Regions from separate parts of the Gadus morhua genome. Here region 2 is linked to region 1. A link is a contact called in public Hi-C data. All regions are on one chromosome and are shown on one strand. Each heading gives the region's core, a stretch centred on a gene start, on an enhancer-like site or on the middle of the called end of the contact. The rest is flanking DNA. Distances are from core to core; before and after follow the strand shown.

Region 1 (6,181 bases), core at 3,192-5,691:
TGCATGTTGTGTGTGTGTGTATGTATGTGTTCATTATGGATACAAATACAAAATTGTCTAGTATTTGGAAACAAATTTAAATCAATTTATTTCTATGACTGCTGTATTATTACGTGGTATAGCCTAACCCATATGTGTAAGCAATTGTCTGTGTGCGTGTTTTAGACAGAGGAAGAGAGATGGATGGGGGGCAGAGCGATACGTTGAGTGGAAGAGAGGGAAGAGGGAGGGTGGCAAAAGAGCGGGGAAGCGACAAGCGAGTGGGAGAGAGAGAGCGTGAGGTAAGAGAGAGAGAGCGTGAGGTAAGAGAGCGAGAGCGATTGATCTCTTATGGTTGGTCCCAAGGTGGTCGAGGGACAAAGAGAACTCTTTGTGATTCCCACGTGAATGCTGTCATTACTGCTCCTCATTAACAGTTGTGCTGCACCTCCCCACCCCTCCCCACCCTAGCTCACCCCAGCCCATCCAACCCCACCCTTCCACAGCTACAACTACCGTACTTGCACCGGGACACAGGCCAGCTAGGTGCCTGCCTTCATGGGTCTTGACATTTCAGTGAGGGAAACAGGACATGGAGAACATACCACAGTTTGGGATCATTTCAAATGCTCAAGTCCACTTTCGTCTCAGATTACAAGGACGTTTACATATGCCGGTCCAACCTTATTGTAAACCTGGTTGCACGACTCATACCTTCAGTGGGGGAGGTGGAACACCCACTGGATCAATGAGTCCTGATGTTTTGGGGTTTGAGATAAGCAACCTTAATAAATGCAAATTGTATCAATGAATAGTGTGTAGTACCAAGTACAACTTCTTTGAAAAAGATAGAATGCCGCTGCCTTTGAATTATTTTCTTTTGCAGCAGACATTGCGTCATGCCATTCATAGTGCTGTAGGGATATAAAGTTGATCCCTTTTGCAAAACCTAATTCAGGCTATTGATGTGGTGAGGAGGATTCCAACCTTAAGAATACAGTGCTTATCAATCATCTGCGCACCTCTCCTGCCACTTTCATCAAAGACAACACACCCTTCCTCCCACACCCATTACTGCAGTGTGCACGCACACACACACACCAAGTGACAGCCCAACAACACGGATTGTCTCTCACACACACACACACACACACACACACACACACACACACACACACACACACACACACACACACACACACACACACACACACACACACACACACACACACACACACACACACACAATTGATAACAAATAACAGAATATTAGCAAATATATTACATACAGTGCTAGGTATTTTATTTTTTGTTTTTATTTCTGTTGAGTCTTTGTCCCAGAGGAATAGCATGTTATTATTCAGAACATCTCACCTCCACTGCATCCAAATAATCAACCTGATCAACGTCCCCCAACCCAACATAGTTGTGGAGTCCTGAATATGAGAGCTACATTTGGGTTTATGTGGCGTTGTGATTCCCCCTGGTGGCATAGAGGCTTAACTACACTCCAATATTGGCAATTTAGAATGAAAGATGGATTTTTTACCACCTGGGGGGTATTCCATCAACCAAGCTAAGGGCAAAACCAGGCTTATTTCGCTTAGCCTCGCTACTTTAAGCTATAGTTGTGTTCCATCAACGTGACTCAAGGGAATCTCCGCTAAGTAACCATGGCAATTTATCTGACCAAATGAACCTGGTCGGTACCAGGCTAACTGTCAGGCTTACTTGAGCGGTGTTTCAGAGAAGTCCCATCTGTCGGAAACATGTGTACCATCAGAAGGTTCCGCCAAGCCTAGTCCTTACGATTTTGTCATAAATGTAGATATATGAAGTACATATATGAACAGCCTATATTTTCACTAAGGGTCTAAGATTAAATGATGCAAATAAAATAATTAAATGAATCGCTATCGTGGATATTTTCTAAACACATTTTTAGACAAATTATGTATTCTATCAAAATTGGGAACCAGAAGTTGGGTGAGTGCCCTAGCATCTGCCCTGTAGTACAGGCGACCCGAGTTCATGTCCTGGGCACTACATTGAATTCTTATTTTGGTAATTTCCTTTATATCAGAGAAATTAGGCCTAACAATTGACTTTATATAATAAATATGTCTTACAAAATCCCTAGAACCCAAATATAACTTCCAAAAACCCATGGTAAAGTAAATGTTAATATTAATGTTACTGATAAGCCTTTTTCACAATGACAAAGACATGGGAAATCGCAGCCACATAAATTCCATTCAGGTGAGTTTCTCGGCAGGCAGCTAAGAAAAGAACTATGGTCAGTCAATTTAGAATATTCGAAGAAATGGAAAATAAATGGCATGAAACTTTTTCTGATTTCTCCAGTAATCTTTCCTTATTCACTATTAGAGGGGATTAAACCCTGGACGACCGGGTGCAAGTCCGACACGTTACCTCAAGACTATCTCCCTGATTACGAATTTGCAGTCAATATTACATTTAATTATGTTACGCTTAATACTACTTATTCATTCAAAGGATTGGCGATTTTATTGCCAGGCGGCCTCCCTGTTTTCATTAATGTTTACGGTGTTCCCTTTTTGAGTATGCTTGTATTCCTCATAGACCTCCACAAGCAGCTTCTGTTCGCCGCTGGAAAAGATCCCGCTCGATCCTTTTCGGACATTTGATCCATGATTCGACATTCACGGTTCTGGGCTGGTTACATATCTCGTGAGCGTGCGTAATCCACGAAAACGTAAGCCTGGCTTTAACTAACCTGAGCAAGTCGCGGCTGAACTGGGTTGATGGAACGGCTTTAGCCTCAAGTCGAAGTTGGCGTTAGTTCTAACCGGGCTTAATCAACTACGCGCCGCTTTCGTCAGCGACTTTGATTGAATACCCATCTGGTAACCTTCTGCCTATCTCAAGCACTGCAACACCGAAAATAATACAGTAATATTTTGAAAAGATTGCCGTCTCGAAACAGTATAGTAGCCTCTTTTGTAACTTTGTTCCATTTGATTAAAGGCTGCAACTGCGACTTCACGAGATAGTTATGTATAGCAGTATACAACTGCCATTAAACGTATAGGTCTAAATATACATGTTTAATAGTTGTACATATTATTTCAAGTACAACTATGAAATAACATGGGATAGGGAAACATGCAGGTCCAGTCAACGAAACTGTCAATGATGTTCCTCGACCATTCCTGAACATGGTGCCCACTTCCCACAGTGCATTCTGGTGCCATCTCCTCCCAAGACGCACATGTACACTGCCATCCAAATGGAACAAAAAATTAGATTCAATAGACCGGACCTTCTTCCATCGACCCATTGTCAAGTTCAGACGATTTGCCCATTGTAGGCCCTTTAGGCAGTGGACAGGGGTCAGACAGGGGTCAGACAGGCATCCGCCAGGTCGGCCGCTACGCAGTCAGCTGGGATGCACGGTGTTCCGACACCTGTCTAACAAGACAAGGTACTAAACCCTGCAGAGCAGGAACACCACTCAAGAACTGCCTCTGTGGAGAGGACCCAGGCGTCACATCTGACCCTTGGCAAATCCCATCCTTACGGTTGCCCATTTTATCTGCCACCAACACATCAATTTTAAGAGCTGAGGGTTCACTTTACGGCTAATATATCCCAGGGCTTGATAGATGCCAACGTAACAAGATGATCAATGTTGTTCCCTTCCCCTGTCATTGGTTCTAATGTTGTGGCTGTCTTTTCCCACACTTAACTGATGGACAGCAGGCAGCAGGCCGCAGAACTGAAAGATGGCCTTAAAGATGTTATAGTTTAATTTAGAACTCACTCCATGGGGATGCGGAACTGGACGGTGTCTGAGGGCTGCTCCCGGCCGGGCCGCACCAGGGTCAGGGCCCAGTTGGGTCTGAAGAGCCGCAGCTGGGGGTTTCCGAGCTGGTAGAGAGGGTAACTGTGATGGGGACAGAGAGGAGGGGACGGGGGTCACTAGGTACAGAGGTGCAGAGAACAAAGATAAACTGGGGAACCAATTAAAAACCACTTGGCTGTACATTTAATGATGTTTTCACATCATAGTATTCAGAACCCAAAAACATATTTAGGATTAGTAGTTTGTGGATTAAAGAGAAGGGATGCACTCTCCTGTCATCTGTTTATTTGTATATTGCGATAGTACTATGAGTGCTATGAACCAGATACTGAGTTTTTTCAATGTGTTAACGTTTGTCTTTAGACAAGATTACACCACTCTGTTCCAAGCCTCTGTAATAGCCAATGACTGAAACCCCTTTTAACATACGTAAACAGCCTGGCTAGAGTATTAAATAAAAGAAGACCTCGGGGCTTACATTAGTTTCTTTGCTGCCATGGCTGCGGTGGACGTTGGGATTCTTGTATTCAAGTTGTTTTGAAGGTCTAGTTGATATGATCCATGTGCATTGAAGTGTTTCCGGGTACAACGTGTGCGCAAGCGCATTCGTGGCTTGCCTTAATAGCTGCGTTCAAACAACTCGGAAATATAGAAACAACAGTTCCGTGGGCTGCCGTCTAATAGTATTATCTGATTCGGAATCTTCCTTATTGATTGAAATGACTCAAAAGTAACTGGTTAACAGCTCTGAGAATATAGCTATTTGAATCCGCTAAATGATAAGGAAAGGTGCTTTAATGCTTCCTTTCTCTCCTTAAACATAGGGTGAACTGGACCAACCTTTACCCAAGGAGATGATGCGGTCCCACAGCTCCTAAAGGGGGGCTTGCTTCAGGAAAATTAAAGATCAACATGACCAACTATTATTTTCATATAATCATACTACTTGGGATTCATACCTATGTACTGTATATGAGTGGTATGTGAAAGGAGTTGGAGCGGGAGTGACCATCTCAATGTCCATTTATTTAACCATTTATTTAATCTTTTGTGATTAGTAGCCTTCATTACATTTCTATTTCCATTTCAATCTCAGCCTTAGTTATGAAGTCCTGTTGTTCATTGGGTTCTCCACGTATGTCAGCTATGTAAGTGAATCTGTGCAATCGGATATTGAAAAAAAAGCACTCTAAGCACTGAATATTTATGCATTGAAATGACGTCTCTGGATTTTTTTGCATCTGAATTTAACCCTTACATTCAAAATAAATTATTCAACGATGCCCACTGTGGAACGAGAGCGCAGAACCAACATTATTGCGCAACTGTGCCCGACAGCAACCTGCTTTTAATTTGTCATCCTCATATATGTATCGTGTCACTCCGTGTCACTCGGTGACATGATATTTTGAATTGTTTAACATTGAAAAATAAAGCTGAAAATGTTAAATTCAGAGGCAAAAAATCCAGGTATGTTATTTCAATGCATGAATATTCAGTGCTTAGAATTCAATGGCTTTTCCTTTTCAAAATCCAATGGCACAGATTTACTTCCATATCAGCCAGTTGAAACAACGCGCACGTAGCGAAACCTGAGTCGCGCCTTTAGTGGAGTCTCCTGAACAATGTGGTATTTGCAGACCCCAGGAGTGCAAATAGGCAAGGCAAGGCAACTTTATTTACATAGCACTTTTCATACACAAGGCAGACTCAAAGTGCTTCAAATATAAACATTGTCATACAATTAAATAAAATAATAGATAAGTAAAAGAAAAACATATGCAAAGAAATGGGTAAAATAGAAAGTTAAAAAGGCATTTTAGTATTAAAATAGAAAATAAAGGCAAAGTTATTTTTAGAAAGTGCAATGTATTTAAGATTTAGCAGAAAGCTATAGCAAACATAAAAGTATTCTGTCTTGTTTTAAAGGTGCTCAGAGTTGGGGCAAGCTTTAAATCCTCTGGGAGTTTATTCCAGCTATTTGTTGCATAGTAACTAAATCCTGCTTTCCCATGTTTTGTGTTTACTCTGGGGATAATTAACAGATTGGTCTCAGAGCTTCTTAGTGGTCTAGAAGGCTGATGTAGTAGAAGCATATCAGTTAAATATTTTGGGCCTAAACCATGTAGGGATTTATAGGTTAGCAACATGATTTTAAAATCAATTCTCTGACCTACAGGAAGCCAATGTAACGATTTCAGAATTGGTGTAATATGATCAAATTTGGTCTTTGTTAGAACTCTAGCAGCAGCATTCTGAAAAAGCTGAAGCTTCCTCAGAGTTAGTTTTGGGAGACCTGTAAGGAGACCATTGCAGTAATCAAGCTTACTAGTGATAAAGGCATGTACAAGTTTT
Region 2 (6,024 bases), core at 2,803-5,302, 260 kb before region 1:
GCTTGTCGAGGTGAGAAATTGTCTTCCCTTCTTTTATCGCAATTTCTACAGTCTATAGACAGAACGTGTTACCTGGGAGAGTTTTTTGACGGAGGAGCTGTTATGTTAAAACATAACGTCTTACCTGGGCGAGTGTGTCACTGCGGTGTGTCCGTTCTTACCTGGGCGCGTGTGTCGATGGCGGAGCAGTTATGTTTAAAAACATAACGTCATACGTTGGCGAGTGTCGCTGCGGTGTGTGCGCGTGCGTGTGTGTTCTTACCTGCGCGTGTATCGATGGCGTAGCTGTTATGTTTAAAAACATAAAGTTTTACCTGGGCGAGTGTCGCTGCGGTGTGTGAGCGTGCGTGTGTGTTCTTACCTGCGTGTGTGTCAATGGCGGAGCCGCTATGTTTAAAAACATAACGTCTTAGCCCGGTGAGTGTGTCGCTGCTTTTGTCTTGAGTACGGTGTGTGCGCGTGCGTGTGTGTGTGTGTGAGCCTCCGTGTATGTGTCGCTGCCTTTGTCTTGCAAGTGGTGTGTGCGCATGCTCGTGCGTGTGTTTGTGTGTGTGTGTGTGTGTGTGTGTGTGTGTGTGTGTGTGTGTGTGTGCGTTTCCATGTATATTCATGCGCGTGTGTGTATGCGATGTGTATGTGCTATGTGTATGTGCGTGCTTGCGGTGTATGTATGCATTCGCGCGTGCTATGTGTGTGTGAGCTGCAGGCTGCTTGGCACATGAGTAACTTGAGTAACTGGTGCGACAGGCCTGCTGTTATAGTAGTAAGATATTCCTACAGTGGCCGGTCTACATAGTGTTGAATCCTTCACAGACACCTTCTTTACAGTTCACTAGTGCTGGCCAAGTTTGCATTCTTTGTCAATTGCCAATACCAGATCTCCGCTTCCAGCAACATGATGGGTTGACTCAAAAAACGAAGATAAAGAAACTGCCCTTTCACCCAGACCTGGGCTGCCGTCAGACTGTAGATTAGTCTTCACCCAGACCTGGGCTGCCGTCAGACTGTAGATTAGTCTTCACCCAGACCTGGGCTGCCGTCAGACTGTAGATTAGTCTTCACCCAGTCCTGGGCTGCCGTCCGACTGTAGATTAGTCTTCACCCAGACCTGGGCTGCCGTCGGATGTAGATTAGTCTTCACCCAGTCCTGGGCTGCCGTCCGACTGTAGATTAGTCTTCACCCAATCCTGGGCTGCCGTCAGACTGTAGATTAGTCTTCACCCAGACCTGGGCTGCCGTCAGACTGTAGATTAGTCTTCACCCAGACCTGGGCTGCCGTCCGACTGTAGATTAGTCTTCACCCAGACCTGGGCTGCCGTCAGACTGTAGATTAGTCTTCACCCAGACCTGGGCTGCCGTCGGATGTAGATTAGTCTTCACCCAGACCTGGGCTGCAATCGGATTGTAGATTAGTCATCTGAAATGGGATCTGTGAGACTACCGCCCACCCTCATTGTGTTGAGTTGGTCCGTGTGTGTGACCACCAGGGCGTACGTGGCGGGCATCAAGCGGCCCTTCTCTGTGCGCTATGACCCCTACACCAGCAGCGTGGAGGTGCTCGACAACCCGCTGAAGATCCGGGGAGGTCTGGACTCCGTGAAGGACGACCTGAAGATCCTGACAGACGCCCTGAGTGTGTTGCCCTGATGTCCGCGCACACAAACACGTCAGACACACCAACCTACCCTACACAAATGCATGAGCCATACAGCACACACATACGCATGCACACACACACGCACACACACACACACACACACACACACACACACACACACACACACACACACACACACACACACACACAGCCGCGGCCCCCCTGTCCCCCGCCTCCACCTGGTGGACACATGTGCCCCGTGTTCATCTGGTTCTCTGTGCTCCTCCCCGTTCTCAGTCCGTCCACTAGAGCCATGAGAATGAAAGTGTTGTAAAGCTGAGTGGGCCCCTGTGGGCCCCGTGTCACCACGTGCATTCATGCCTCCATGGGTTTGAGGAGACGAAGGGTTTTCTCATCAGATTTCCTTCAGAGTGTATTCCATTTTGTTGTTACGGTTTCTGTTAGACCCTGAGCTAATCAATGGCAAAATGTGATCATGAATGTATTAAAATAACAGAGTATGTGGCGCTTTCATTAATCAGAGTATATTATTAAACTTAAACAAAATATACCTTTTAATTATGATGAGTTCATTTAAAAGAAAAACGGCTGTAGTTAAAATGCTTTTGTTGAGTTGGGAATTTAACTGCTTGCAATGTTTGTTCAATTTCAAAAGTTGAAATCTGTGTTGTCCAATGTCAATGTGTAATAAAAAATGAAGGGAAATAACTTTATTGTCAATCGTTTTTGACAAAGCCAAAAAGTTTTTCGCCAAGAACTGAAATGAATAATAGCAATCTGCTTTCAAAACCCGATGAAAAAGTATTCAACATATATGACTTTATATTTCCAGATAAACGGTATATGATATAGAAATATAATTAATATTTTCTGCAGGTCTCCATGATTGCATATGTATTTGGAATACTTAAAGAAATGAAAAAAATGGAAATATCTTCTTACAGTAATCGACCAATACATTTACACATTATGCCACTAGAGGTGGCTGTTCAGCAGTACACGGTTGGACTTCCTGTTGATCTGATAGATGCGGAGGTCATAATGCCGTGCAACAACAATGCACAATAGACCAAATAAAGTTACCGCGGCTCATTACCATAGTCTCTCTATTTAGCGTATTTTTAATCACAATCTCACTTAGTCCAGGGTAATTATAACTTGATTCAAGTGCAGGTGGTTATATTTATCCAATTCTACACATCAATCAGTATCTCAGAATATATCATTCTTAACCATGGTTAGGGTGTCTTGCTTATGTATGCCTTCTGTGAGCTTTTTTTCAGCACTCTGCTACTGACACTATTTGTATTGTTTATATTCCACTGTATGTTATATTATACCACATGTATGTTTTTTTGCCCAACCTAGACAAATATCTTGAGGAATGATACACAAACAATAAAGTAGGCCTAATCAAAAATAAGGAATTGTTTTATAAACATACTTCTTTGGGACTTTCTGGGAGTAATTGTTGAGAAGAGCGACAGTCCTTACCTTGGGTCGACGCATGTTGGTTCTGCAATATGCAACAACAATGCACATCTTACCTCGATCAAACCCATTCCCATCCTGTGTCTGTAGGCCTGTTTTTCTCACATGCACTGTTGTTCCTATAGTGGCCGCTAGGTGTCAGCCGGAGGTCACTGAACCTCAACCATCCTCTTGATAGAGAAACGGTTAAAGCACAAAAGTAAAGGCAGTTCATATAGCACGCATGTAAGTTACGTATGTAGGAATAATGAACCATTAGTGATGCAGGGAGATGTTTTCACTAAATACTGAACTGTCTGTCTGTCTGTCTGCCTGCCTGTCTCTCTATTTGTCTGATTTGATCATCATCTCATCCTAAAGAACTCGCTTGGTCCACCAACCTTCGTAACCAGCTATATTCGAACAGGCCTACAATGGTCCACAATACCTTCCTCTGAGCCCGTGAGAAACAATGGTGAATTAGTGGAGCAATCATTCAATAATTTAGTTATAATTTGGACTGATTTGTGTTTGGTTGGAGCTCTTCATCTGGAGGAAACCTTGACCACCATGAGACGCATGTGATGATTGGTTTGAATGCTGGTCTAACAATAACGTATGTGTCATTTAGGCTTACACGTTTACTAAGTGAAAACGACATTTGAATGGCGGTAAAATCTGTCCAAGCGTGAGTCAGAGCAGAGCTGGTGGAACATGGTGAGACATGTTGGACACTAAGTTTCATGTGGGCGGAGTCCAGTGACGCGTGGGGCACTCTGCGTTCCCGAGGCGCATCCTCCCGGAGACGCCGCGCGTAATGGCTCTGGGACAATGCGTAAAGGATCAAAATACGACGTGGAATTGTTACTCATTCGGTGAGTCTGGTCCGTCCAAGTCTCTCCTCGCCTCCTGCTCATTCTCTCTGAACACAAACCTGACTGGACCATCTTTTTTATTTTTTTTCTGTAGAGGAGGGGCCAAGGAGAGGGAGGTCCGGAGAGGCGTGTTTTCTATATAACAGTTGTCCCTCAGAACTTTTGCCTGTCGCCTTGTCTTCGGGACAGCATCTCACACACCACCTCTGTAGACTCACACACTGGGGGAACTTATTCACCTGCAAAAAAACCAACATTTTCCTCAAGCCAAAAAACGCGCAACGTCTACTCGTTCCTTCCCTCTGACATGGAGACCCAGCAAAGAAACGGACCTCTCTCAGTGTGCCACACCTGCCGAAGAACCGAGAGGAGCATAATGACGGTAATTTGGGACGATCTGGACGAACACTAGCCTACTCTGCGTTCATACGCTCCTGATGGACAGACTTGTTTTATCAGCTCAGTTCCTCGACCACATCTTTTCTTTTTCTTACGCTAAACCTTTGCTGCATGTGTAGGATTTTTTATTTGAAGGAGATTTAGTTTTTTCGGGCTGTATGTGCAACAGGTATCTGGTGAAGGTGGAGGGTATGTCAGGTCACGGACACGGTGGTCCCAGCGGGACGGTGTCGGTGGGACGTCAGCTGAACTCCGGGACCACAGATAGGGGGCGACGGGTCAGGGGCTCAGGGTTCATCATTGACCGACCGGTATCGCAACTTATTGTGAACAATTGTGTAAGAGTCGCTGACAGACAGATATGCCTGCTGCGCCATTTTCTCCAAGTTGAGCAGTTAAAAGAAAGCGAAGGTCCCATGCAGGAGGCTGATTCTTCTTGTAGCGGAGATAGGACAGCTGATAACCTCTAGATGATCATGTATTAATGAGTAATACTAATGTATTAATGAGTGAATCATGATCATGATGCTTGTGCCGGAGCGTATTCTCGTTACGCACCAGACGCGTTGCATTGGTCTCATTGTTGAGTCTATAATTCACATTAAACCAAGCGGACGTTGTGCTGTTCTTTTTTAACTTGTAAAATGTAAAAACTTGTTCTTTATTTTATGCATGGTTACTCGGTAGAGCAACGTATGATGACATGGTGGATGAATGCATGTGTATGTGTGTGTGTGTGTGTGTGTGTGTGTGTGTGTGCAGGTGAAGAAGATGTTCTCGTCCAGCAGCGCGTTGGTCTTCGCCCTGGCCATGACGCTGTACATCTTCCAAGGGGCCTCGGCAGAAACTCTGTGCGGAGGAGAGCTGGTGGACGCTCTGCAGTTCGTCTGCGAAGACCGAGGATTCTATTTCAGTAAGTTGCCACTTTAATCTCTTTCAAAACCTCTTTGCATTTCGTTTAAAGACTACGAGTCCCCAACAGTGCAAACGGTTCGGCCACACAGAGAGCGGCTTCGCATGTTTGATGTTTGTTCGCTCTTTGCTCATACACATGCACGCTCACACACACACACACACACACACACACACACACACACACACACACACACACACACACACACACACACACACATACACACACACACACACACACACACACACACACACACACACACACACACACACACACACACACACACACACACACACACACACACACACACACACACACACACACACACACACACACACACTTCTCTCCTTTTCGCCCAGTAGAGAGTAGGAAAGAGAGTCATGGGGAAGGGGGGGGCAGAAGGAGATATTGTGGCCCGCTGTGTTCTGTCTCAAGACCAGCTCTCCCTTGGTTGCTGCTGAGAAGGCGCTTTCTGTCGCTCCAGCCGGGTCCCCGGGCCCCGGCCCCGGGCCCCGGGCCCATACCTCTGATTGCATATGAAAGGACAGCGAGCAGAGAAGGCACACACGACTCAATGCAACACAATGGCCCACTTGTTTACTAGTGCATTCCGCCGGGGGGGGGAGGGGGAGAAGGGTAATAGCACCCCAAAAGGCATGCCCGTCACCTCAGCACCCACTGTCCCCCAAGAGGAACGAAACATGGTTTCTGAAGTCATCTAGGGAGCAGCATTTTGTGCATGTCATCAT

What was found. Hi-C and Micro-C count contacts between places; a contact is called where the count stands out from the background.
Region 2: a Hi-C map of gill shows a contact between it and region 1, with 10 times the contacts expected there. The contact joins the promoter of igf2b here to the promoter of mrpl23 in region 1. A contact is called at or near these places in 4 of 6 Hi-C or Micro-C datasets (blood, gill, gonad and 1 more).

What each region holds. Positions count from the first base shown.
Region 1 is chr9:23,735,092-23,741,272 of gadMor3.0, reverse strand. It overlaps mrpl23 (mitochondrial ribosomal protein L23), which reads right to left and starts at 4,441. Exons shown (of 5, transcript XM_030365608.1): 1 at 4,305-4,441; 2 at 3,785-3,907. The coding sequence starts at 4,432.
Region 2 is chr9:23,998,577-24,004,600 of gadMor3.0, reverse strand. It overlaps igf2b (insulin-like growth factor 2b), which reads left to right and starts at 4,052. Exons shown (of 4, transcript XM_030365924.1): 1 at 4,052-4,345; 2 at 5,125-5,275. The coding sequence starts at 4,271. th (tyrosine hydroxylase) reads left to right here. Exons shown (of 13, transcript XM_030366605.1): 13 at 1,488-2,326. The coding sequence ends at 1,647.